Regions from separate parts of the Sus scrofa genome. Here all the other regions are linked to region 1. A link is a contact called in public Hi-C, HiChIP or PLAC-seq and promoter capture Hi-C data. All regions are on one chromosome and are shown on one strand. Each heading gives the region's core, a stretch centred on a gene start, on an enhancer-like site or on the middle of the called end of the contact. The rest is flanking DNA. Distances are from core to core; before and after follow the strand shown.

Region 1 (2,700 bases), core at 81-2,580:
GGGAAAGACCAAAAAACAATCTAAGAGCTCTAAAGAAGAAAGGGTCAATGGACGAATCGCTAGGTGAAAATAGGTCCCCAAAGTGGACTCTGTCGAAGTCCAGAGAGAATGGGGCTCTCCTGGAATCACATGTAGTTACAGCATGGGAAAAAATATGCACCACCACCTCCCCTTCAACAGGAGACTCAGGTTCTCTCCTCTCAGGGTCAGAAAAGTTGTGTGGATGGCCCGCCTCTTTGCCACAACTTATGCCCATTTCACAGAAGCTCTTAGAAACCCCAGCAGATACCTGATGAAGGCAGGACCCAAATACTCTTCTGAAGTGCTCTTCCAACCGCTCAGCACGAGTTCCCTAAAGCTTTTGAGGCCTCCTAGAGTATCCAGCATCTGTTCTTAAATTTTGCCCTGGTGCAGACCAGCAAAAGTGTGGTGTTTACCAGAGTCGGGAGTGAAAGGTTCCTTTCCTGGCCCTACCATTTAGCAGCTGTGTGACCGTGGGCAAGTAATTTACACTTTACAGCCTAGGTTTCCTCACCTGCAAAATGGAGATTAAAAATACCTACGTCCAAGGTTATCACAACAATTACATGAGAAAGTAAAGGTTCCCTGCGCTGTGCTAGGCTCATAGTGGCCGTTCAATGGTTCATCCACTCATGCCTTCTGTACCTACCAAGACTTCATCTTTCCAACTCCCTCTTTTCTTGGTCTCTGAAACCTCTTTCCCCCCAGAAGATTGCCTCCCAGGTGTATTCCTTCTATCCCACTCCCATTTTTCCGGACTCTACGGATCCTCTCAGATGCCACAAAGATGTCTACCTCTCCTCCCCCACATTCACCTTACCTGGAGAAATGTGGCCCTAGTACTGCAGCTGCAGCAGCAGCAGCAGCAGCAGCAGCAGCAAAGGATATTCCCCAGGGCAGCTCCAACACCGATTCCACCGGAGCCACTTGTCCCCGCCCCCACCTTCAGCCCGGCTCCAGGATTGGGTCGTTTCCATCAGTACTTGCTCTGATTGGCTGTTCTGGTTCTGCTCTAGCAGGAGATGGGGCGTGATCCTCTTTACTGCCAATCAGCGGTTGTCGCTGCCCAAGCCTCACCCCCGGTTATGCTGCTGAAGCAGTGAACCATCCTATTGAGCGTGGCGAAAGAGCCCCGGGTTCTGAGTCAATCCTTTAGGGGCGGAGGGAAAAAGAGCGGAAAAAAGAAGTCCTCTGCGGCGATCAAGGCTCTGCGCTTGCGCTGTACAGTAGTGACGACAATTGCCCGCGCCCGAAGCCGAGGGCTGTCCGCGCCGGGTAGCGGGCGCCTGCGCAGTGGCTCCGAGCGGGCGGTTGCTGGTTGGTTGTTGTAGTAACCGGGGAAGCTGCTGTCGGCGGCTGCCTTGAGCCCGGCTGGGGAAGAAGGAGGGTGGCAGGCGCAGAGCGCTGTCCCAGCCTGCCCGCCCCGAGCCATGGGAAGATGAAACAGGTAAATGTCTGCGCCAGCGCACTCCCCTGCCGGAGGGAGGTGCACTCCCGGGTCTGGGCGGGCGCAGGTCGGCTGCACTTCCCTCGCAGAGTCCGGGAGCAGCTGTTGGCTTCCGGGCGCGCTGGGCTGAATCCCTGCGGCGGAGTAGCCTGCGTCCTTCCCGTGTGGGAGCGCCTGAGGACCTATCTGGGATTGGGGTGAGTCGGAGGAGGGGCTGAGGGGCTGATCCCTTTCGGGCGAGGACGCTCCTTAGGCGAGTGTCCTTAATCTTCTTCAGATTGCCCTGTCTCTCCCTGCTCTCCTGGCAGCCTAGGACAGGTCGGCATCCCTTCCACGCTTGGAGGTCTAGTTTGTTTTGTTTTAATTTAAGGGACTTACCAGTATTTAGAGAAATACTGAGAAATCCTGTTGGGGATTCTCGGAAGAACGCCTTTGAGGTTGTTAGACATTGCCCATTTCGCTGAAGATGTGTAGGGATCATTGTCGGGATTGGCATTTTTTGCCCTGTTTACGTTCTTATCACATATATTAATGCATAGGAAAATAACGTTTGGAAAGATTGATATTAAATGGTTTTCCTTGAGTAATGGGATTATGGCCATTCAAACATTTTCATTTTCTTTATCTGTAATTTTATTACATTCTCAAACACACAGTGAACGTGTGTCTTTTCCCCATTTAAAATATTTTAAGTTAGGAATATACTGATTTTAATGTCTGTTTGATATTCAGACCATAATTTGTGATTTTTAGTAAGGGAGAATAATTTTTGATAGTGTTTGGAAGGATAGTTTTTTTTTTCTTTTTTTCCTCAGCTGTTTATGACCTTGATTGAGCAGAATGTATTCATTCTTTGGTTTAGCTATTGAATTTGTTTTAGCAGAAACATGAGGCTGTTTTACCTGTACTTGTCATGGAGCCTAAGGAAATAATTTGCAAGGATCTTAAAACTTGCCTTTTTATTTTTAACCCAGGTTAGGTTTTTCTAGCAAGGAATCTATGTTTTTAGGCTATCAGCCACCTACCTCAGACTTAACTAAAAGTAAAGTAAGTCTATCCTTTTGGTGCACGTTAGATTTAGTGTGTAAAATAAAAGTGAGAAACTCAAACTTAATAGCAGCTCTTCAGATACATAGAGGACAGACAGTATGTTTGAAAAAAAATCTTGATTTGTGCGGCATATGTGAGGCTCTGTGAAAGAAGGTAAGCTTCTAGAGATTGGGCCCTATTTA
Region 2 (2,700 bases), core at 35-2,534, 500 kb after region 1:
GGTAGAATTTGTGGGTCAAATGGCATGTGCATATTTAAAAATAAAACTTTTTATTTCAGAATAATTTTTGGTTTACAGAAATATTTTGAAGGCACTATAGGCAGTTCCTGTATACTCCACACTGTTTCCTCTATTATTAACATCTCACATTAGTATAGCACATTTGTCACAGTTCCAATGATCCAATGTTGAGATAACATTAACAAAAGTCCAGATTTCTTTATTTTTATTAATGTCCTTTTTCTATTCCAGTTATCCCATCAGGATATCTCATTACATTTAGTTGTCATGTCTCTTTAGACTCCTCTTGGCTGTGACAGTTTCTGAGACTTTCCTTATCTTTGAAAATTTTGACAATTATGAGAAATGCTGGTTAGACATTTTGTAGACGGTCCCTTACTTGGGAGTTGTCCATTTCTCCCTTTATGATTTGATTGGGGTTGTGACCTGTGGAAGGAAAGTACGGTAGAGATAAAATGCCATTCTCCTTCATATGGGATCTAGTCCACATACTATCGACATGTTTTATCACTGTTTATGTGAACCTTGATCACCCAGCTGAAGTAGTGCTTATCTAGTTTCTCCACTATAAAGTTACTCCCCTCTCCCCTTTCCATATTGTACTCATCGGAAGGAAGTCATTGCAGAGTCCACATTTAGAATCGTGAATTATGCATGCCTGGAGGAGTATCTATATAAATTTCTCGGAATTCTGCACCAGATATTTATCTCTTCTTACCCATTTATAAATTTATTTGTATCAATAATTGACATATCAGTTTGGCCTATGGATATTACTTTTATATTTCAAGTTATAATCCAAGACTATTTTACTCGCTTTGTTACTCAAGGCAAGTGTGTTTTTAGTAGTCTGAGTAACTCACTATAACGCTACCCCGCCAAAGGGGATACAACCCGAAGGGTTCCCTAACTTCAGGCACCTTTTATAAAGTAGATAGGCGAGCAAGGGCGAGGCCGATACCTCTCTCCAGCGTCCAATTTCCTGACGCCCTCAAGGTAGATGAAGCCTGCCAGGGTAGGCCCTTCCCCAAGACCGTCACCTCCACCCCATAGGCACCCCATGAATTGCCTGCCCCCTGACCGCCTCCCCTCCTTGCGCCTTGCCTTTCTTCCGGGTTCCTTGCCCCACCCCCACCCTCGTGGGGCGGAAGTGGGCGCGGCCGCGGGCAGGAAACGCTCGACAGGGGCGGGCCCTCTCGCGCAGACAGCCCCTCCCATTCTACCCCCGTCCCACCCCTCCGGCCCAGACCGGAAATGAGGTCAGAGAGGGAAGCCCCGGCGGGGAGACTCGGCCCCAAAAGCGGCGGCCGTTGGAGGTGGCTGCGGCAACCGGTGAGGGGGAGGGGAGGTGTGGGGGTCGGGGCCCAGGAGGCCGGGGCCAGCGAGGATCCCGGCTCAGGGCCGCTGCTGAGTGTCCAGAGGCGCCGCGGAGCCGCGGAGGCCGGCGGGAGGGGCGAGGGTGACGGAGCCTTGTTTTTCAGGGCCCATCTCGGGAGATGAAGGTCGGGCCATCTCCGGGGCGACAGTCACCTTCTCTCTTCTTTGCTTTCTGGCCCTTTGGGGCTGGCGACAGCGAAAGGGTTTGTTGCCCCGAGCTGCAGTCCCCCTCGTCCTTGGGAGCGGGCCAGGGCGTGGGGGGTAGTCCTTCGAAACACGCTTTTTCTCACGTACGTGGCCATGTTGCGACCCCTGAGCCCCGAGGGACCCTAGTCGTCAGGATTTGCATTTTGTCAGTTTCTGCCCTAGAAGGGCTGACCCCCTGACCCGGGTCAGTCCAAAAGAGAAGTTGCCTCCTACGCTCCCTCCCCCAATCCCGTCTCCCTCTCCGACCCTGGCCCGGCCTCTCATTTTACTTCTACTAGTTTCGAGATCCTTCCTTTGCGGCGGAGAAAACAGCCTTTTCTGCTTGCCTGTCTCGGGGGTCTTATCGGACTGTGCATCCAGGGAGGGCTGGGAGTTCCAGGGTTCTTCTGTTACTGCTCTAATTGCAGCCTTTGAGGCAAGCATTCTCCTGCACAGGCATTTGATTGGCAAGTTGTTCGGTAACTTAGTTCCAAGTTGAAGTTTGTACACTTCTGCCTGTGGTTTTTAAAGCAGTAGTTCTTTTCAGGGAAATAGATTTAGATAAGTGCGCCCCCACTTATATAGCTTGGTTTTAGGGACAGTTGTTCGCCAAACCCCAGTCATGGAGATTTAAACTACTTATTGCTTAAAGAGACTTGGTCATTTTATGAGTGTGGCTTTTTACACTGAGAAGTTTCGTTTGGTTGGTGGTTTTGGAGCTAGGTGCCCTTATTGCTCCTTCTGCCTTTGAATTGGTTGGCATGAAAATAGATTTTTAGGAAGTCCTTTGCAAAATGTAAACCGTTGAAAGGTAAATACGGTCTGAGAGTGGTGCCACAGAGTTTTAAACTCAAATTATGATCTTGAAATACATTGGACTTAAGGGCTAAGGAAAAAGAGCTAATTTAAAATGTATTTAATTAGATGTATGAAATATATTAGACATTTCCTTTTAAGAGGGCATATTGAAAATCACTCCTCCTCCTCTCAGGATCTGGAAGGTTTGCCTGTGAAGTGATCCCTGAAGTATGATGGTTTGACAAGAATAAGTTGAAAAATAGGAAGTTTTGGAAAGCTGTTAGCTGGACATTGTAGACTCCACTCATACTTGTCATT
Region 3 (2,700 bases), core at 139-2,638, 460 kb before region 1:
ACTGTTAAAAACAAACAAAAAAAAACCCCATATGGGGTTCCCTTGTGGCACAGCTGGTTAAGGATCCAGCTGTTGTCACTACAGTGGCTCTGTTACAGCTTTGTCTGGAGGGTTTGATCCCTGGCCCAGAAACTTCCACATGCCCCAGCAGGCCAAACAAACAAAACCCCCACATGCTTACTGCAAATGAATAAAACCACCTAAAACAAAACCCAATCTTAAGAGATATCAAATCATGTTAAGGTTTCAAAGAGGAGGCCTGGTCATTCTAACTGCAATATGGGACCAAAGTGACATAATTGGTAATAGCTGTCCAAGAGTATAGTTAAAATTTACACAAAACTTGGCCAAGTCCAGATTCTGGGGTACGGGAAAGAAAAGTACAAGAGACTGAGACCATTTCGTGACCAATAATGGACTTGAATCAATCACAGGAATTACAAATAAAAGGCAAGGAGAGTCTAAGATTGCAGCACTTTTCCGTCACTTTACTCAACTCCTAAACTAAGAATCACCAGTTTGTTCTCCAACTTCTGAGCCTCAATTGTGTAAAATGAGGTCAATAGTACCTACTACACAGGGTAATGTACGAACTAAATGTATGTACAGTACAGAACCTGACACACGGCTAATGCTCAAGAAATAACAGCTTTTACTATTCACAGCTCGCTTAAATGCTTCCATTATTTTCCTGCAGGTATCAATGTGTCTTAGGATGCTGGTCCCCACAAACACTCGGCATCCATAGATTTCTTTGGAGAACCAAGTTACAGTTCAAGGTACTTAAGACCAAAACAGGTATAGGGCCACGACAACGACCCAAAGTCGAAGCCACTGCAGCTCAACTGTCACCACATCCGCCAAGGCCTGGCGGCCCTTCAATGGGTTCCCGGCTTTGGCGCCCAGCCCCGCCCAGCGAACGCCAACGAGGAGGATGAGGGGGCGGTCTCGGCGGCTCGCCCCGAGCGCTCGGGGAGGCCAGGCCGCCCTCCAGACCTCAATCTGCAAGACTCCCCAGGTTCTCCGCCACCGCGCCGACGCCTGTGGTGTATCCTCCCCGCCCCTCGCCCCCGACGGTCGCACCTTGAGGTGGGTGCGCGGGCCGCCAGCGCCCCCAGACTGGTCGGTGATCTCGTACGCGCCCGTCACCAGCAGGTCCTTGTGGATCTCCTCGCGGAGGCACTTGCGGGAATTAACGGGCAGATGGAAGGAGATCGTGAGGACGGAGCTGGGGCCGAGCAGGAATAAAAGCAGCAACGCTAGCGGGCAAGGGCCACGCAGGGCTTGTGGATCAGACAAGCCAGACATGGTGCCGGAGACTGTTCACCACCGTGGGCCTGTATCGCGCCGGAACCGGGAGGGCCCACGTAACTCACCTCTGACCTTTCAATACTGCCGGCGCCATTTTGGAGGCTGGCAAATAGATTAAAAATGTACAGTAAGTCTTTTAAAGGGAAGTGGGGATATGATAACATATCGTACTCACAGATTAACGTGGTTAAATGAGATTTCCCAGACGTTTCCCCGAAAAGTTTCGTTTTTGTTAAGCTCAGTCAGCCATAGCAAGTATGGGCAGCCCTGGAAGTAATTCTCCTTTAAATTCCGGAAGTAGTGCCCTGAAGTTTTAATGGTCTGTGATACCATAGCAACTAAGCCCCAATAGGAAACAGCCACAATGCCAATTGCTGGGCCCGCCTTCCGACCTCCGGAGAGCACCCGGAGGGGGCGGAGATGCAGGCAGAGTAGGTGCCGTCCCAGTGACGTGGTGACCGTTGGGACTTTGAGCGCTCGAGAGGAAGACCTCAAGAGGCCGAGGAAAATTTGCAATCTGGCTATTAAGCGAGCAGGAGCCAGAACCTCAGAGAAGGAGTAGAGGTCGCCTGGTGAATGTGAGCTGGAACCGTCCAGTTCATGCCCCTGAGCTGGGGTATTTGGGCTGGAGTAACTGATTTCTGAATATGCATCTTATGTAACAGACATTAAGCACCTACTATGCTAGGTGGTATTCAAACTAAATTTGGATTCTGTATTTAAATTGAATAAAACACGCTTTTAGTCCAGTGTTGGAGATGGACCTAATGTGTTTTACCAGATAAGCATTGTCCAGGGAAGCCAAGTATTGATGTGTTTTAAATGTTTAAAACACTTTAGGGATCAAATTGGCAAGTCCGTAGTAAGGAAACCTACATGGTAATCATGCATGCTTTTGTTTAACAAATATTTATTGACTACCTACTATGTGCCAGACACTATCCCATGCATGCCTACTGACATGTTTATTGAGTCAACAAACCATTAGGGGGATGCTATAAAATATTCAGAGCTGAAGAAAGTAGGAAGTTGAAAAAGTACTCATCAGCCTATGTTTAGAATTATCTACTTTGATTCATGTTTATTGAGCATCTACAGAAATACCAAGAAGATGGACTGTATGCTTTTAACAAATTAAACAGTTGTTCTGTGTTTATAACTCCTTTCAGACTATTTCCTGGAACTGAAATCCCACAAACAAAACAAGAACAAACAAAAGAGCTGTAAAGCATTTTAAAATTTGACAAATGTCATATAATAATTATTTTATGAGGTGTCCACTTAGGAACATTTAGTTTGACTATTTTATCCCTCATCTAAGATACCGATGGTAATTTATTCAGAACACCCTGGTAATTTGCATTGGCCATTAGCTTTTTCCCTGGGGAG
Region 4 (2,700 bases), core at 34-2,533, 500 kb before region 1:
TAGCTTGGAACACAAAACAGCACTGCAGATAATCATCTTCAGCAACCCCATAAGGTTCTGATTGATGCTTAACTATTCCAAGACTACAGTTTTAAGCCTTTAGTGATCAAATCGAGTTTATGGTTAGCTTTTGGAAGGAGAGTCACCACTACAGGGTTTTAATCAGTACACATTCTGAATCTGAGGATCAATAATCCACGAATCTCTTCAATGGATGTGTATATGTGTAATAATGGATTGGTGGGAGGCAATGTTTACATTAGATTCTCAAAGAAGTCCTTATCCCTGGCAAAGTTAAGAACTAATGGCTTAGAATACACCAAAAAAAAAAAAAAAAAAAAAAAAAAATCCCATGCATAAACGCTGCTGGATGAGGAAGAAACCGACACAAGACAATCTTCCCAGCGACATTCGAGAAAAATCTCGAACTCAATGTTCACATCTAAACTCAAAGCTATGGCAAAGATAGCGGGGTTGACATGGATGTGGGAAATTTGAAGCTATCCCCTCCTCTCCACCCCGACCTTGGAGAGCTGTACAGAATGAGAGGGGAAGGAAGTTTTGACGAGATCTAACACTCGTATACCATTTTAATATACAATTTGGAAAGAATCCCCGTTCGATTCTCAAAACAACCTTAAAAAAATAAACATTACTTTTAAGGCAGATAGTTACCACTAACTCCAACTTACAGATGGGGAAACTAAGGCTTAGAGAAGGTTCAATGACTTGCGTTTAAGAAAAAAAAAAAATGACCAGTTAGTAAAACCAGCGATCCAACCAACTCTGAGGGCAAGTGAGGTGGCCGAGTGGTGAGGACCCCGAGACACATAACTGCGGGCGCCCTGACACTAAGTAAGGACGAGGCGCGGGGAGAGCCGGGCCGCGCAGGCGGGACGGGGGCGGCTACCTCGGTGCGGCGGTACAGCGTGGCTTCCCCGAAGGCGCCGCGTCCCAGGACGCGGATGGGGATGTAGTGCAGCTCCTCCTGCTCCGCCGCGCCGCCGCCGGCTCGCGGCCCCGGACCCGCGTTGGGCCCCGGGCCCGCGTCCCCGCCACCCCCCGACTCGCTCCCAAAGTCCGAGTTGAGGGAATCGCAGTGTCGCTCGTACTCGCCCAGCACCGACATGGCGGCGGCGGCGGCGGCGGCGGGACCGGCCTGCGTGTCCCCGGCGGTGCTGGCGGCGCTGCGCCGCTCCCGCTTCAGACACCGACCCGCGGCTTCGCCAGCCCCGCCACCCCGCGAGGCTCCATGGTGGCTCCTTCCCCCCTGACCCGGAAGCAGCTGCGGGTGCTTCCGGCCCGGCGGGGGTTTCCTCCGCCTTCGCCCGCCAGCTCGCTTAGCCTCGGGGCCAAGACTTCTCTCCTTCCCGGTTGTGAGGAAAACGAGGCCTCGGGCGGAGTTGGTAGCACTTCGTGGGGGCTGCATGGAGCCAAAGGGCTCTGGCAGGGGCAGGGACATCACCGACCGGTCTAAAGACCCCTCGGCTGAGCCCTGGCCAGGTCCCCAGACAGTTTTGAGGTGCAAAGGTTGTTCAGTCTCATCTTGGCCACAGACCTATTTCAACGGCAGTGGCTGGGGAAGCAGTCTCTTTCAACGTCAGATAGCGCCCTTTGTTTAGAAAGAGGTTATAGTAAAGACACACGAAGAGTAAAGATAAGCAGAAATACTTGCCCCCCCACCCCCACCCCACCCTGTCATCTCAGTCAGTGCACCGGTTACTTCTTCCAGAACTACCCTGGGTCCTTCCCTTTTCCACACAATTCTAGGTGTTTTAAGTCAACTATCATGACAATCTCCCCCTCTTTTTCAGATTTCACATTCTTCCATGTCTTTAAAAATCTTTGCCCATCTAGTCCCGCGATTCTTCGAACACCAGGTGCAAGATACTGCATTTGGAGGTGGGGATCTGCAAAGAGATGCTTCCTGCTCTCAAGTCACTAAGAAAATTGTGATAGAGTGGAAACATGTTCCATCCGTTTTGTGACCGTGGGCAAGTTACATCTCCAAGGTTGTCTTTCAGTCGTAAAGTTGTGGGACTATGAGGTTGTCTTTCAATTGTAAGGTTGTGGCAATATGACCTACAGAGGTAACAGCTAACATTTATTATGTTCCTGGCACTATGCTAAAGGTTTTTGTTGTTGTTGTTGTTGTTTTTGTTTTTGCCATTTCTTGGGCTGCTCCCGTGGCATATGGAGGTTCCCAGGCTTGGGGTTCAATCTGAGCTGCAGCCGCTGGCCTACGTCAGAGCCACAGCAACGCGGGATCCGAACCGAGTCTGTAACCTACACCACAGCTCACGGCAAAGCCGGATCCTTGACCCACTGAGCAAGGCCAGGGATCGAACCCAAAACCTCATGGTTCCTAGTCTGATTCGTTAACCACTGAGCCACGACGGGAACTCTGCTAAAGGTTTTCTTTTCATGTATCATCCCATTTAATCCTCGTAGCATACAGAAGGAACTGAGAGGGGTTAAGTAACCTGCTGTGTTACACAGCTAGTGAGGGAGCCAAAGCCAGCAACATGGCAGTGGAAAATTGGAGATTTTTAAGCAGGGGAGTGTATTATTTTTGTGACTATATGTCCCGGTTTGCTGGGGCAAGTCACAATTTGTACCTTTTCCTCTAGCATAATAGTCTCCTTTTGCTCACGTGCCCAGCTCAGACAATAAACAATATGGTTACTTTATATAATACCA

What was found. Promoter capture Hi-C pulls out the DNA fragments that hold promoters and counts their contacts. Hi-C and Micro-C count contacts between places; a contact is called where the count stands out from the background. HiChIP or PLAC-seq counts read pairs in DNA pulled down with a chosen protein or histone mark.
Region 2: a Hi-C map of liver shows a contact between it and region 1, with 6 times the contacts expected there. The contact joins the promoter of GPATCH2L here to the promoter of TTLL5 in region 1. A contact is called at or near these places in 1 of 5 promoter capture datasets (fetal liver) and 2 of 47 Hi-C or Micro-C datasets (liver and skeletal muscle).
Region 3: an H3K27ac HiChIP or PLAC-seq map of alveolar macrophages shows a contact between it and region 1. The contact joins the promoter of TMED10 here to the promoter of TTLL5 in region 1. A contact is called at or near these places in 1 of 47 Hi-C or Micro-C datasets (heart right ventricle) and 1 of 2 datasets of contacts at active chromatin or transcription factors (alveolar macrophages).
Region 4: a contact with region 1 is called in a promoter capture Hi-C map of fetal liver, with 2.3 times the contacts expected there. The contact joins the promoter of NEK9 here to the promoter of TTLL5 in region 1. A contact is called at or near these places in 1 of 5 promoter capture datasets (fetal liver), 1 of 47 Hi-C or Micro-C datasets (mesenteric adipose tissue) and 1 of 2 datasets of contacts at active chromatin or transcription factors (alveolar macrophages).

What each region holds. Positions count from the first base shown.
Region 1 is chr7:98,821,008-98,823,707 of Sscrofa11.1, forward strand. TTLL5 (tubulin polyglutamylase TTLL5) reads left to right here and starts at 1,331. Exons shown (of 32, transcript XM_021099539.1): 1 at 1,331-1,468. It also overlaps a transcript of C7H14orf1 not described here.
Region 2 is chr7:99,324,298-99,326,997 of Sscrofa11.1, forward strand. GPATCH2L (G-patch domain containing 2 like) reads left to right here and starts at 1,285. Exons shown (of 10, transcript NM_001243404.1): 1 at 1,285-1,353.
Region 3 is chr7:98,361,264-98,363,963 of Sscrofa11.1, forward strand. It overlaps TMED10 (transmembrane emp24 domain-containing protein 10), which reads right to left and starts at 1,389. Exons shown (of 5, transcript XM_001926711.5): 1 at 1,084-1,389. The coding sequence starts at 1,308.
Region 4 is chr7:98,320,789-98,323,488 of Sscrofa11.1, forward strand. NEK9 (serine/threonine-protein kinase Nek9) reads right to left here and starts at 1,284. Exons shown (of 22, transcript XM_003356752.4): 1 at 911-1,284. The coding sequence starts at 1,129.